2 separate regions of the Mus musculus genome follow, and region 2 is linked to region 1. The links are chromatin contacts, called in public promoter capture Hi-C maps. All regions are on one chromosome and are shown on one strand. The core of a region is the stretch at or near the end of the contact, and the rest is flanking DNA. Distances in the headings are between cores, read along the strand shown.

Evidence for each region. Promoter capture Hi-C pulls out the DNA fragments that hold promoters and counts their contacts.
Region 2: a contact with region 1 is called in a promoter capture Hi-C map of liver, with 4 times the contacts expected there. The contact joins the promoter of Peli2 here to the enhancer-like site in region 1. A contact is called at or near these places in 8 of 39 promoter capture datasets (the 3T3-L1 cell line, cranial neural crest, embryonic stem cells and 3 more), 3 of 484 Hi-C or Micro-C datasets (nephron progenitors and uterus), 16 of 115 datasets of contacts at active chromatin or transcription factors (acute myeloid leukemia, craniofacial prominence, embryonic basal ganglia and 9 more) and 2 of 9 other capture datasets (embryonic stem cells and pancreatic islet).

Annotation. Positions count from the first base shown.
Region 1 is chr14:47,821,512-47,827,780 of GRCm38.p6, forward strand. It overlaps Gm35360 (a long non-coding RNA gene), which reads left to right. Exons shown (of 3, transcript XR_383412.2): 2 at 1,183-1,288; 3 at 1,395-1,579. Among named protein-coding and RNA genes, the nearest start is that of Gm35360, 10 kb to the left of the region's middle. Within about 2 kb of position 2,345, at least 22 of the 459 cell types and tissues checked have an H3K27ac peak or open chromatin away from gene starts, as enhancers often do. A contact at or near this core is called in liver and uterus, where this site is marked.
Region 2 is chr14:48,117,743-48,124,011 of GRCm38.p6, forward strand. It overlaps Peli2 (pellino 2), which reads left to right and starts at 3,127. Exons shown (of 6, transcript NM_033602.2): 1 at 3,127-3,491. The coding sequence starts at 3,415.

The DNA.
Region 1 (6,269 bases), core at 1,095-3,594:
CTCAGAGATCTGACTGCTTCTGCCTCCCAAGGGGTTACAAGTATGACCTACTCCCCCACCCTTTCCTATTAAAATTTTAAAATAACTTTAGGTTTACAAAACATTACAAAAAAAAAAAGGTATACACTCTGCTCTGCCTCTTCAAATGCTAACTCTTCAGAAATGAGTACAAGGGACCATGATCAGGAAATGGGTATTGTTATGAATCTATTAGTTACTCTACAGATTAATTTTGTAGAATTAAATTCAGATTTAATTTCAAATTAAATAATTCAAATCTCTCCAATTATCCCATGAATGGCCCTTTCCAGTGCCAGGGTATGTCCAGGATCCGACAATATAGTCAGCTGCCACATTTTCTTCTCTTTTGACCAGAGTTAGTTTTTCTGCCCTGTAATTGACGAGGGATGCTTTTAAATCTTTATTTACTTATATTTATCTGTGCTACCTTTGTACTTGGTGCCCTTAGGTGCTATAAGAGGGCCTTGGGTCCCCTGAGGCCAGAGTTATAGACAGTTATGGGCTTGTGGGTGCTAGGGATTAAATCTTCCTTGGGAGTCTGGGAGACAGCCTTAGAAAGGCAGGACACAGAACTCTTCCTCTGGAAGAGCAGCCAGTGCTCTTAACTGCTGAGCCCTCCCTCCATCCTGAGGGATATCTTTGATAGCTGTTTCATTGTCTACAATTCCAGGCTTGTCTTGCGTCTCTTTAGATTAAGTTCAAGGTATTTATTCTAAGTGAGAAAAATCATAAGAAATACGAGTCCTTTCCCATTACTCCATTTTCTGATGTAGCAAAATATTTAAGGGCAAATGCTCTTTATATGAGAGAGGCTTAATTTACATTTTGAGGGACTGAAAGTCTAAGATTGGATTGCCTCATCCATCTGGACTCTGGTGAGAGTGCCATCCGTCCCGAACCCTCCCACACCACCCCTTCCCCCATCAAATCATAGTAGCTGATAAAACCGTGGCAGCGTGACTGGAGGGAATAAGCACACGGAGATGCAGGAAGCTGGCGAGGCCAGGAGTGAATGAAGCCAGGTTTAGTCTTTTATAGTAACCTCTTTGGTCAGCTAAGCCGGGCTTCACGAGTGTGCTATCAGTTCCTTCAGGGAGGAATACCCTTGTGATCTAACAGCGTTCCAGACCAGCCTTCTTCTTGGTGTTCTCTGCCTTTCAGGAACATGCTACAAGGAAACCATATGACCATCACACAAAGCCACGAGGGGCAAACCATATCTCACCCGTAGCACCTTCTCAGGACACCACAGCTCAGGACACCACAGGTGGAGGTTTATGACTGGAGAGTTGCATGTTTAAGAAAGTCACTTTAGAAAAACATATACCCTTTTGGAAAAATTACAAAGCCTTTTTTTTTTTTTTTTTTTTAAGGAATTGGAAGGGTGAAGCTACCTCCCCATCCTGTACTCTGTGGTCTGCTGTGTTTTCCTGCACGGGCTCTCAGAGGTGTGTCTTCAAATTTTCCCTTCACCTGAAGTGATCTTGTCCACCCATCATGGGTAGGGGCAACTTCTGGACTTCTAGGATGGCTCAATCTTTTGGGAAAGACTTGGATAAACTGCTCATGAAAATAGGTATTAAAAATTAATAAAAATTACCTTTACCACTGCTACCAACGTCTAGCACGTTAGGTTTTTTTGTTTGTTTGTTTCTGGGCAGAAAGTTGGACGTAACAAAAAGAACTAAATGTGCTGGAGGAGACAAAGACTCGCATGCTTTGTCACGTGTGAGATTTGCCAGCAAGAAAAACATTAAACAAACTGCAGAAACACAGCTGCTGGAACAGAACTAGCTCTCGGTTCCAGGGGACGCGAGAGAAATACTTCAACAAGGGAGATGGAGAGAGGAGGCTGATGTGGCTGTGGGGGAGAGAAACGACCCAGATGCCTTGGCCTCAACTGTGAGGGGTGGATTCAGCTGTGCCAAGTGACAGAGTCCAGGGGGTGTTTGTCCTACACGGGGAGCCCATCTGCCTTGCTAGGGTCATTGTGGAATAATAAACCGGGACTGTTAGCATAGAACAGTACTCAGAGCATCCAAGATAAACTCACCGGTCCATTTGGTGCCGACCACTGAGGTAGAGGGAAAAAGAAAGTCAGAGAAAAGGAGGCCTTTGATCTAAGATCTCAATGCCAGCTATCTTGTTCTTGAGCAAAACCATGTTTATTCAACTCATATGAGAAAAATAAAAGAGAAAGGTGGGGCAGGGGGAGCTGGAGAGATGGCCCAAAGGTTAAGAGCAGTTGCTACTCTCTCAGTGGACCGAGTTTCAGTTTCCGGTACTTTCATAGCAGGTTAAACTGTAACTCCCGTGGATCAGTGCTGTGTTCTGGCCTCTTCAGGCAGTAGGCACACGCATGCGGGACACACAGCTCGTTCCTCACATGTGACTCCTTCCCCCGCCTCAGCCTGGCTGTTGTTTCCTTTCTTCTGTGGGTTTTCTCTCAGGCTCACTATGTACTTTTTACAACACCGTCTTTCACACTGATCCCCAGCTGGTTCTCCTAGGGCAGCCACAGCAAAGTGCCACTAACTGGGTCAGTTAAAATAGAAATGCATATAGTTCTGGAGGTTAGACATGCGACATCAAGGTCCTGGCAGGCTCGTCTCTCTCCCAGGCGTCCTGGGTTGTAGGCATAGCAGTCCACTCTACCTCAATTTCACATGTCCGTCACCCTTGGCTATCTTCATTATCATTTTTTTTTCTATTCTTTCTGTGCTCAAATTCCCTCTTATGTGATACCAGATGTTACATTAGGACTGTAGGACCTTCTTTCATCTGACTAATCACATTTGTAAAAAACATCTAAAATTTTTTTTTTTCTTTTGAGACAGGATTTCTCTGTTTAGCCTGGTTGCCCTAGAACTAACTCACTCTGTTTACCTGGCTGGCTTTGAACTCAGAGATCCACCTGTCTGCCTCCTGAATGTGTTAATGATTAAAGGTGTGTGCCACCAATGCTCAGACACCAACTTCTAACTAAGGAGACATTCTGAGCGAGGATTTGAGACTACAAGAATTTGGGAAAAGGGATACATTTCAACTCAGAACATTATTTCAAATTTATCCCGTCACTTTCCTTTTAGGCGCTTGTTTTGTGGGTGGGCCACAGCCGCCTTTACCTTCATGCGTGGAGCTGCTCTCTCTGAGGAGATTCCTGTGAGAACCCTCCTTCCAGCTGCTCAGGTTGGAAATCTTGGAATCATCTTTTGTTTCCTACCAACAACCAGTCTTCAGGCCCTTTAACTCCTGCATCATGACCACATCTAGCCTCTCTGTATATGAGGCCTAGTTCATTGTCTAAATGGACCTCTTTGACTTGGAGGCCTGAGGGTCAGGAAGATAATGCCAATAGTTCAAGTGGAAGCTGTGGTCCAGCAGGAGAGTGGGCACGGACGCTGGAGGCGTGGGGAGCTGCTCTCATCTCTAATACTGACATTCTCTCTTATCATTTCTCCTGACACTCTGTAGGGACTCACAGTCTTCCCGCAGCCAGGATTCAAACTCTCTTTGCCTCTGGCCTGCACTAAATCAATAATTGAGATATTGTCTGATATCTGTTTCGCATCTGTGACAGCGAGAACATCGCTGTCAGTGGAACTTGGCATTCTCTCAAAGGACTTTCCATTATCCGAAGTAGCAGCTGGTCTCCAAGGTAGTGGTCCCTGCTCTCCCCCCCCCCGCCCCCCTCCCCCCACACAGACACTAGGCCATGTGTAAGAGCTGTGGTACCGAGTTCTGCTTTCTCCCTTAGAATATCCAGGTACTTCTACATACCAGGCTAAAAGGATGAAGTGGGATTGGGAACAGGAGGGGTCTGCAGGATCCTGGTCTGACTGGGAGCACCTGGGGGTGGGGGTGGGGAGGAGGCCTTCTTCTCAGACCTTAGAGTTACAACTCTCTTAGATGATAGTCCCTGAAACAGCTCTCCTAGACTCTCTTTAGTGAAACAGCTCGTGTGCATACACTTTATCTGGGGTGGACAAGGGCTGTATATGAACCTTGGAGAGTGAGAAGGAGTTTTCAGGGTGAATGTAAATCATTGGCTGGAGCTTAACATACTGGGATCACCTCATTTGCATGGAGAGGCACTCCAGGAATCTCAGGTATTTGCTGGGCAGCCTCTTATTGGGAAAGAGGAAGTTGAACTTGTGGGTTTGCCATGGCCTGTGTGACCTTCCTCAGGTAGAGAGTGTGGGGTTTGAACTCCCCAGACAAAGTCAGTCAGAGAAGAGGAAGCCCTGCTGGAAAAGGGAGGCCTCAATTTTGCACCAAGCTCAGAGGAACTGTCTGGATGTGGTAAACTTCCACCTCAAATAGCAGGGTTTCCCAATAAGAGCGATTAGGAGGAAAATTCTAGAACTATGTATATTTGCATATTAAACGGGAAGAACCTAAGTCATATTAGCATTTATTTGCATTTACTTATTTATTTATCTATCATGTGTATGTGTGTACACACATATGTGTGCATGAATGTATGAAGCCCAGGGGTTAATATTCTGTATCTTTCTTCATTGCTCTCCACCTTATTTAATTGAGGCAGGGTCTCTCTTGAACCTGGAGTTTGACACTTGAGTGATACTGGCTGTCTACCCTCCTCAGCAGCAACTGCTCTGGTTACATATGTGATTCAGTGTGTACAGAGATGGTAGGTCCTCACGCTTGCACAGCAAGTATATTACCTACCAAGCTGTGTCTTCAGTTCCACACATTTATTATATGGATAGATATCCCAGCAGTGTCTATGAAGCAGTCACTATGTCCCTGTGCTTCCAGAGAGGCTGGGGAGAAGCCAAAGCCCCACCATGCATGGAGGGAGGCAGTGGGATTCGTTCTGTGTCACCGGTTGCCTCAGTCCAGGGCAAAGCTTCTGTATTTAGTTGAAACTTGACATTTGAGTGACTGGCTTAAAACTGTTGGAAAGACTGAAGGAGGAAGAGTAAGAAGTCACAAATCTCTACTAAGAAGATACCTGGGTCCTGCCTCAGTTTCCCAAGTGCTAACGTTGCAGGCATGGCCCACCGTGCCCAGCTTCATTGCTAATGATTTCCATAATTGGTTTACTATGTAAAAGTCGTCAAGGTGATAGCCTTTGATGCTGTAGCATGCGCTACACATTCTGTACTAAGCACAGGGGCTACTTAGTAACTAGGGAAATGGCACTGTCAGCTCCAGCTGGAAGCTCTTCTTTCTCCTCTCTGGAATGGCTTATTGGGGACATTGTTTACAGTAACTGAACACGGAAAAGAGCAGAAGACAGAGTCTCAGAGACTCTGAGACAAGGAGATAAAAATAGAAGATTTTCTGTTTTGGCTCTTGGTTACAAAAGCCTGATTTTAAAAACAGTCTTCTCTACTGATCAATAGCAGGCCTCACTTCCTCTCACTGTGAACACATTTTCTTTGGTTCTTGAAAACGTATGTTTTACCCATTTTTAGCAATTTTATTTTTTTGGCAAAGGAAACACTTTTTAAAAAACCTGAGCATGGATAAATTTTAAATGTTACATGTAAGAGAAACTCGACTTATAGTCACTAGAGCCCGCTTTTGGGCTTGGCTCAGTGATGACTGCTGGGGGGAATGGTGTGTGGCGATCATTTGTATTGTATGGCTTCCTTGTTTGCTTGTTTCATTTGTTCCAAGCATCGCCTAGAATGACCTTCATTGTGTAGAATCAGGCAAAAAAGCAATTTTCAATCATGTCTCATAGTACTCTCAAGCCAAACAAACAAACAAACAAACAAACAAACAAATCCAAACATGCGTGTATCATGTAAAAATAGTAAGAGATGTATTTTGGCTAAATGAGGAGGCAATTTATTTATTTATTTATTTTATTTTTGTTTTTTTATGAGACAGGGTTTCTCTGTGTAGCCCTGGCTGTCCTGGAACTCACTTTGTAGACCAGGCTGGCCTCGAACTCAGAGATCTGCCTATCTCTGCCTCCTGAGGGCTGGGATTAAAAGCGCCACCACTCCTGACTGAGGAGGCAAATTTGATTCTCAGTTCCTGTAGGCAGGAGTTTGAATTGGTTGAGCCGTTCTAAAACTTGTATTAAATATCCATAAGACGTGCAAATCCTTTGATCTAGCAATTTCATTCCTTGCAGTGGATGCTGGAGATGCAGCTAGAAGGGTATCTGCAGCAGCATCGTTTATAAGAGTGGTAAATATTAAGAGACAAATCACAGGATCCTTAAGAGGTAACTGATGTGACTTTCCCCACATCACTGAATTGTTGGC
Region 2 (6,269 bases), core at 1,877-4,376, 300 kb after region 1:
TCTTTTTTCTCACATTTTCTGTATGCCTGGCAAAGAAGACACATGATGCCTACAGCTGAGGGTATAGTGTAAAAGTCAAATGTCTGATGTCTCACACACACAAAACCATGTATTGTCCAAACATGTATTTTTCAAAGCGCATACTTGTCCCTTAGACGTTGTAAACATAAATATGGTGTGATCAAAAGTTAAACTCTTCATCCTAGAAATATGGTTGGTTTTATTTAAAGTATGTCAAAGCAAACATAGACCATTTGGCTGAAGCTTCTACTTTGAAAGCAAAAGAGGTAGATCTATCAGGGAGAGAAACCGGTACATATTGGGCTCTTTCAGAAAACATGGCTCGTGGAGTGGTTTGGGGACATGCATGACAGACAGCAGGGAGGGAAGAGAAGGGGCTGGTGAGGGGTAGCAAGGACAGCCAACCCCACCCTGGTTCTCAGTGGATTGGCAGATGGCACAGCCAGATTGTCCCACCAGCCTGGAGCTAATAAAACAATTATTCAGAAGGGGATACGTTCCTGTTACAGTCAGAATCCTGGTGTTAGTTGGAATGGAGGTGATTACATTCTTCCTGGTTGACGCTGTAAGCAGAGGACGGGCCAGGTAAGGGACAGGAAGAGAGAGATGAAAGCTGACCATAGACTCTGAGCAAGTCAAGTTCACCACAAACTCACAGCTCTGCTGTTCGATCTCGTTTGAGATGTATTCATTTATTTTCACTCATCTGGCCGTCCCTTAAAATCAGCAAAAGCAGACTTGGGGGATTTGGGAACCACTTAGAAAGTGGTTATAGTTTCAATGGGTCCACACTGCATATAAAGGGCAGCCAAACAATTAAACGATATTATGCTCACAAGTCCAAAAAGCTCAAATGCATTTCTGATAGTTTAATATTAGAAGCTTATGCATAATCAGGATTGGGGACTTTAAAATTGATTTCATACGTAAGAGTGAGCAATCATTCTCAGGGGACAATAATTAGGTAGAGATGAGTGTCTCTTTAGAGCCCACAGGACCACCGATGTGCCACCAGTCCCTATTTGGTCCATTTGTTCATTCAGATTCCCTCGACTGTGGTCCTATGCATGCATTCCTGTAGGCCCTCAACAGACTGATTTCCCAGTCTGCCGGGTTGCAAGGCTAACAGTGATTGACAGAAACGATACACTTACAAGTCCTGAGCTGCCTAAGATCAAAGCCTCCACAGATATAAAAACTCAGAGAAAGCAGAACTACCTGTAAGTAACTTTCATAAAGACAAACTCGATTAAACACCATCAACATGCCCAAGGCATGCTGGGAGAGAAGAGAAAGAAGCGCCCCCACCCCCCTCGCAGGTGGAGGGCAGAGGTGTCTGGACCAGCTGACCAGCAATGGAGTGTCTCTGCCAAAGCCTGGGACAGCTTATGGGAAGCACCCAGTCTAGTGTTTGGAACTTAGAAGGAGGTTAATAAATATTTGTTTCCATCCCCCTAACAGCAGATGCAGAGCGCAGCAAGGAAGAAATGGAGCCAGAACAGTGTAATGCAAGCACAAAAGCACAGCATGCCAGGAGAGAAGGGGGTAATTGTAGCCTAGAGATCAGTAGCAGCAATAGAGCAGACTGGGGGAAGTTCGCATGCCAGAGCGAGGTACTATAATTAAGGGAGATGGGTAACTGTGACGGGATTCAAAGGGTTGTTGACAGTCGCATAGTGGATATAGTAAGTGGGACTAGGGAGTAAGGAAAACTACACTCCGTCATACAGAAATCTACCAACACCATATGAAGAGAAAGAGCTCAACTCTCTAAAAAAGGGCTGCTGGTTAAACCTTTACATTTTCATAACAGAGAAAAGTACAGAGGATTTGTACAATAAGCCGGATAGCTAGTTGTCTTTAGTCTAAGAATAGACTTTCTGTAATTAGCGGAAATAAGGTAATCGTCTAATAAAGTTTATTTTTGGCTCATCAATAGTGTGGCTTTTGTTATTCTGGAGTAATTTATCTCCAAAGCCTCAATTAAAAGAAGAAAAGCCAGTTACTAACTGAAGTAAAATTACAGAAAGCATCATGTCACTACAGTAATAGCCTGTCAGAGAGCGATACATGCACGGCGCTGAGCAGTAGAATGGAAGGTTACTCATGCAATTATTTCTTTTTTAACTCCTTACTTAGAGTCATAGCCTAAACGTGTGTGTATGTGTGTGTGTGTGTGTGTGTGTGTGTGTGTGTGTGTGCGCGCGCGCGCGCGCGCGGGCACACACACACACACACTCTCGATGTTTATACATTGGGTAGCTTTTGCAGTATTTATTTCTTTAAATATTTAACAGTCTGGAAAGGCAGTGACAGGCAATAATATGTAGCGTCTCTAGCATGTTGCAAGGGCTTAATAAATGCTAGAATAATAAATTCCTCTATGATGAAAAACAGCAGTCAGTAAAACTATCACAGCCTACAATATTTTAAAGACACAGCACCATAAGAAAGCATAAAATACAAACAGTGCCTTGATTAATCCATGGAAATAAAGGAACATTTGTCTTCATTTAAAAAAAAAAAATCCACCTAGGTAATTTCCTTTTAAATTCCCCAGGGGGTTGAAAGAAGGGACAGAGATGTGAATAAGGGATTAAAAGTAACTTTTAACTTTTCTTTTTCCCCTTTCCCTCTCCTCCCTCCATCTCTCTCTCTCTTTTCTCACCCCCCCCCCACGTTCTTTCTCCTTTCTCTTGATACATGAAATGGTGGGGAGCCCTTCAATTAGCGCCCCCCCCATGGGCAGATTCTTTCTCTTTTTAAGCCCCCCTCTCAAGGGCTTGGCTTTGAAAGCAGACACCCCCAGATCAGTGCGCTCAGCATGGTGAGCTCGGAGGTGGGGGGTGGGCAGTATGCTTGGCTTTCACGCAAGCGGGGTCCGGATCCCCGGGCTGAGGACGAAGACCCCCACGCTCCAACTTTTCGGAGGAAGAGAGGAGAAAAACAGAGCTGCCCCTTTAAGGGCTTGCCTTCCCCTTTACTCTATGTTTACATAACACGGGGCGCTCGCGGGCCGCGGGGGCTGGCGGGCGGGCGGGCGGGGGCCGCGGGAGCGCGGAGACGCGGGCGGCGGCGCGGCCGTCCCACCTGCCCAGCCCGCTCAGCCCCCCGGCGGCGCGCGCTCCTCCTCCCGCGGGGCTCTGGTCGCCGCTCGCTTTCCGTGCCGGGTCCCGCTCGTAGCGGCCAACGTACGGATAGCTCCGGGGAAGCCGGCGGGCGACGCGCACAGCCACGACGGAGCAGCCGCGGGACTGGCCGCCCAGCGCCCCGTTCGCCGCCGTGCCGTTCCCCGGCGCGCTCACCCCGTTTTCGGGATGGGAGTGTAGTGGCGGCGCGGACTCGGCGGGGATCGCGGCGGAGGCGGCAGCGGCGGCGGCCGAGCGCGGCTCCATGTTTTCCCCGGGCCAGGAGGAACCCAGCGCCCCCAACAAGGAGCCGGTGAAATACGGGGAGCTGGTGGTCCTGGGGTGAGTTGGGGACGCGGGCGGCGGGGCGTCGCGGAGGGAGAGGGATGCGCTCCTGAGGGCCCGGGTCCCCGGGGTGCTCGTTGCCGCGGCCCGGAGGGCGCTCCTGCACCACGCGGGGTCGCTCGGTGAAGCCCGGAGCCAGTGGCTACTGGGGACTTCTCTTTCCCGACGACCGCGAACGCGGAGCCCTGTCTCCGAGCCCAGAGCCCAGTCCGCGGGGGTTACGCATTGTTCCAGTCTGTGACCCGGGCCGCTGGTTGGCCTCCGCTTTTTGCGCCGGGAGTGAGCTCGGCCGAGGGCCTGGACCGGGTCCTGGTTTTCCCGGGTCCTCTCAACAACGGTTCCCGGATCTCCCGGGTTTCCATTCTCGAGTCTCCGCACCCCTTGATCTCCTTACCCCTCGGGCTCCTGCACCCCTCGGGCCCCGGCCTTGCCGATGCCCTGCCAGCGGCGGGGAGCTCGCCACCCTGCCCTCCTCGGCTCCCACTCCGCTGGTGAAAATCACATTTTGAAGATAGTAATTATCTACAATCGTTAAAACGGCAGCAATTAGAGACTTCATCTACTTCCTGAGTTTCCGTGTGACATTTTCTATTGTTTACCCTTAATAAACCAGGAGGGAGGCTTCGCAGGATTAAAGCAGGGTAAAGTGGGCAATGAAAAGGGTGTGGGTGGGGGGAGGTGGAAAGTGCAGGAAACTCTTGGAGCTGGAGCAACTTGGGTAGTGCTGCAGGGAAAGGATTGGTTTCCCTTTGGATGTGCCGCTCCAGGGAACCCGCGCTTTTGTCCTCTGTTGAAAGATCTGTATTCAGACCCACGCGGGTGTTGATGGGTGGGCTTAGAGGCACGCGAGGAAGCCCCCCTCCTCACCCCTAAGCAGAGGCTCTGGGAACTTTGAGAAACGTGTTTTGATTACTACCTTGAAGTAAGTGCCGACTTAATTTTTTTTTAAAGACTCATCTAAAGTTTCCTAGCCTTCAGTTTGTTGCAAGCCTTTCTGTGTGTGTGTGTGGGGGGGGGAAGGTAGTACTGGAAAGATCACTGCTTATTTGGAAGCTCAGCAGATGAGCGCCTTCCGCACCTGCATGGGAATTGCATGCACTTAAGAGACAGATGTCAGAGTTCGCTGGGAAGAGGAGGGGTGGGGAGGTGGGTGGGGGGAAGCCACAGTTTAGTCTGTCTTATGTAACTTCAGCTCAGCCTAATTTTGTGGAGTTTGGTTTTGTTTATGTGGCTGGCTTCAGAGTATGCTTAACACTGTGAATTTGACAAAGAAGATTAACTTACGCCAGAGCCATTTCATTATTTCCTTTTGAGGCAATCTGTTGAGACGTTTCGGAGCAGTGTGGAATAAACCCGGAGAGGTTTGTGTTCATAGCTAAAAGTTTAGGACACTCCAAAGCCAGGAAAAGAATTTACACCCTGGACAGTTGTAATTTAGTGTCTCTGTAAACACCGTTGCCTGTAGCACCTGCTTCATCCTTCACTAAAGCTTTTCCTGGATCCATGATGGCTTAGTGTTTCTAACCTAGTAGCTGGAGGCAGGCAGGGCAGTTACCTGTGCTACCACATGGCAACACTGTTTGGACATTGGGTATCATCCAGTAGCCACAGAACACTTCCATTTTAATGTAGAACAAGACATAAGTAGAAACCCGAGTAAGTAAGTAGCAAATGATGTTTGGTGTTGTCACTTCTTCAACTGAAGTTGGTTAACAGTGGAGCCCTGCCGTGGTGGGGGGCTGGGGGGGAGATGTTGCTTCTTGCCAGCTTAAGGAAGACCTTTAAGGAAGAAAAATGGGAGTAGCAGATGGTTTTGTGTACGCCTGAATTGTGGCTGCTGCCCCCTCCCCTTCTTTCTTTCAGATTTCTGACTCTTGCAACATTGAGCACACTAAAGAGTACCTGGAAAGTAGTGAACTAGTTAGATTTTCACTAAGTCTTACACAGTTCTGCCCACTGGACTTGAGAGCATGTTGTCCCCTTTAAAATAGCAAGTGCATTTCAATGAAAAAAAAAAAAGTGCCATTACTGTGCATGCCTGGTCCTTTGGGACATCAATATTGGTGAGCATAGACTGTCTAGGAAATTTTCTTGATGAAATTATTCTTGAGGCTAAAGCTGCTCACTGCCTCTGATATTGTTAAAATATTTATTTTGTTTCATTGGAAAGTACAGTGACTTTATTTTAACTGCTGGGTGATTGTCCTTTCTTCTGTGTTCTGAATCACATGGTAAAATGTCACATAGGAAGTTTGGATAGCAAACTGTAAAGTTGATTCAGGCCTCGATGATCTAAGTACGGGTGATTCTTGTCATAGGTTGCATAGTAGGAGAGAATGCCATGTGGGATTGTAGTGGGGTTGTCACTTTCTGTCCAGTTAGTGGAGTTTAAATTATTTGTTAATTCTAACCAGTTACCGTGTCATAGTCCCAAGTCCTTATTGTGTCCACTGCTTAATTGAAGCTGGAGAAATGATTGGCTCGTTCGCTCCTTTTAGCTGAGAAGTATTAATTTGGCTATCACTTTAAAGTTGGGGAAGTGGTTTGGGGTTTAAAAGCTGTTCAAGGTAGTGGAGCCCTGATTAAAGGCTCGTGATTTTTCTTTTCTTTTTGTTTTTTTTTTTTTTGTTTTCTTTTTTCCTGACCCACTGGCTCGGTGATTTTTGATTTAGTTCCTTCCTCTCTGTTTCTTCAGCCCTATCAAAATAGTCTCCAAGGAGCCTCTCTGGGGGTCTGTTCTGTTGTTCTGTTCATTTGCTCAAATGTGGAACACAC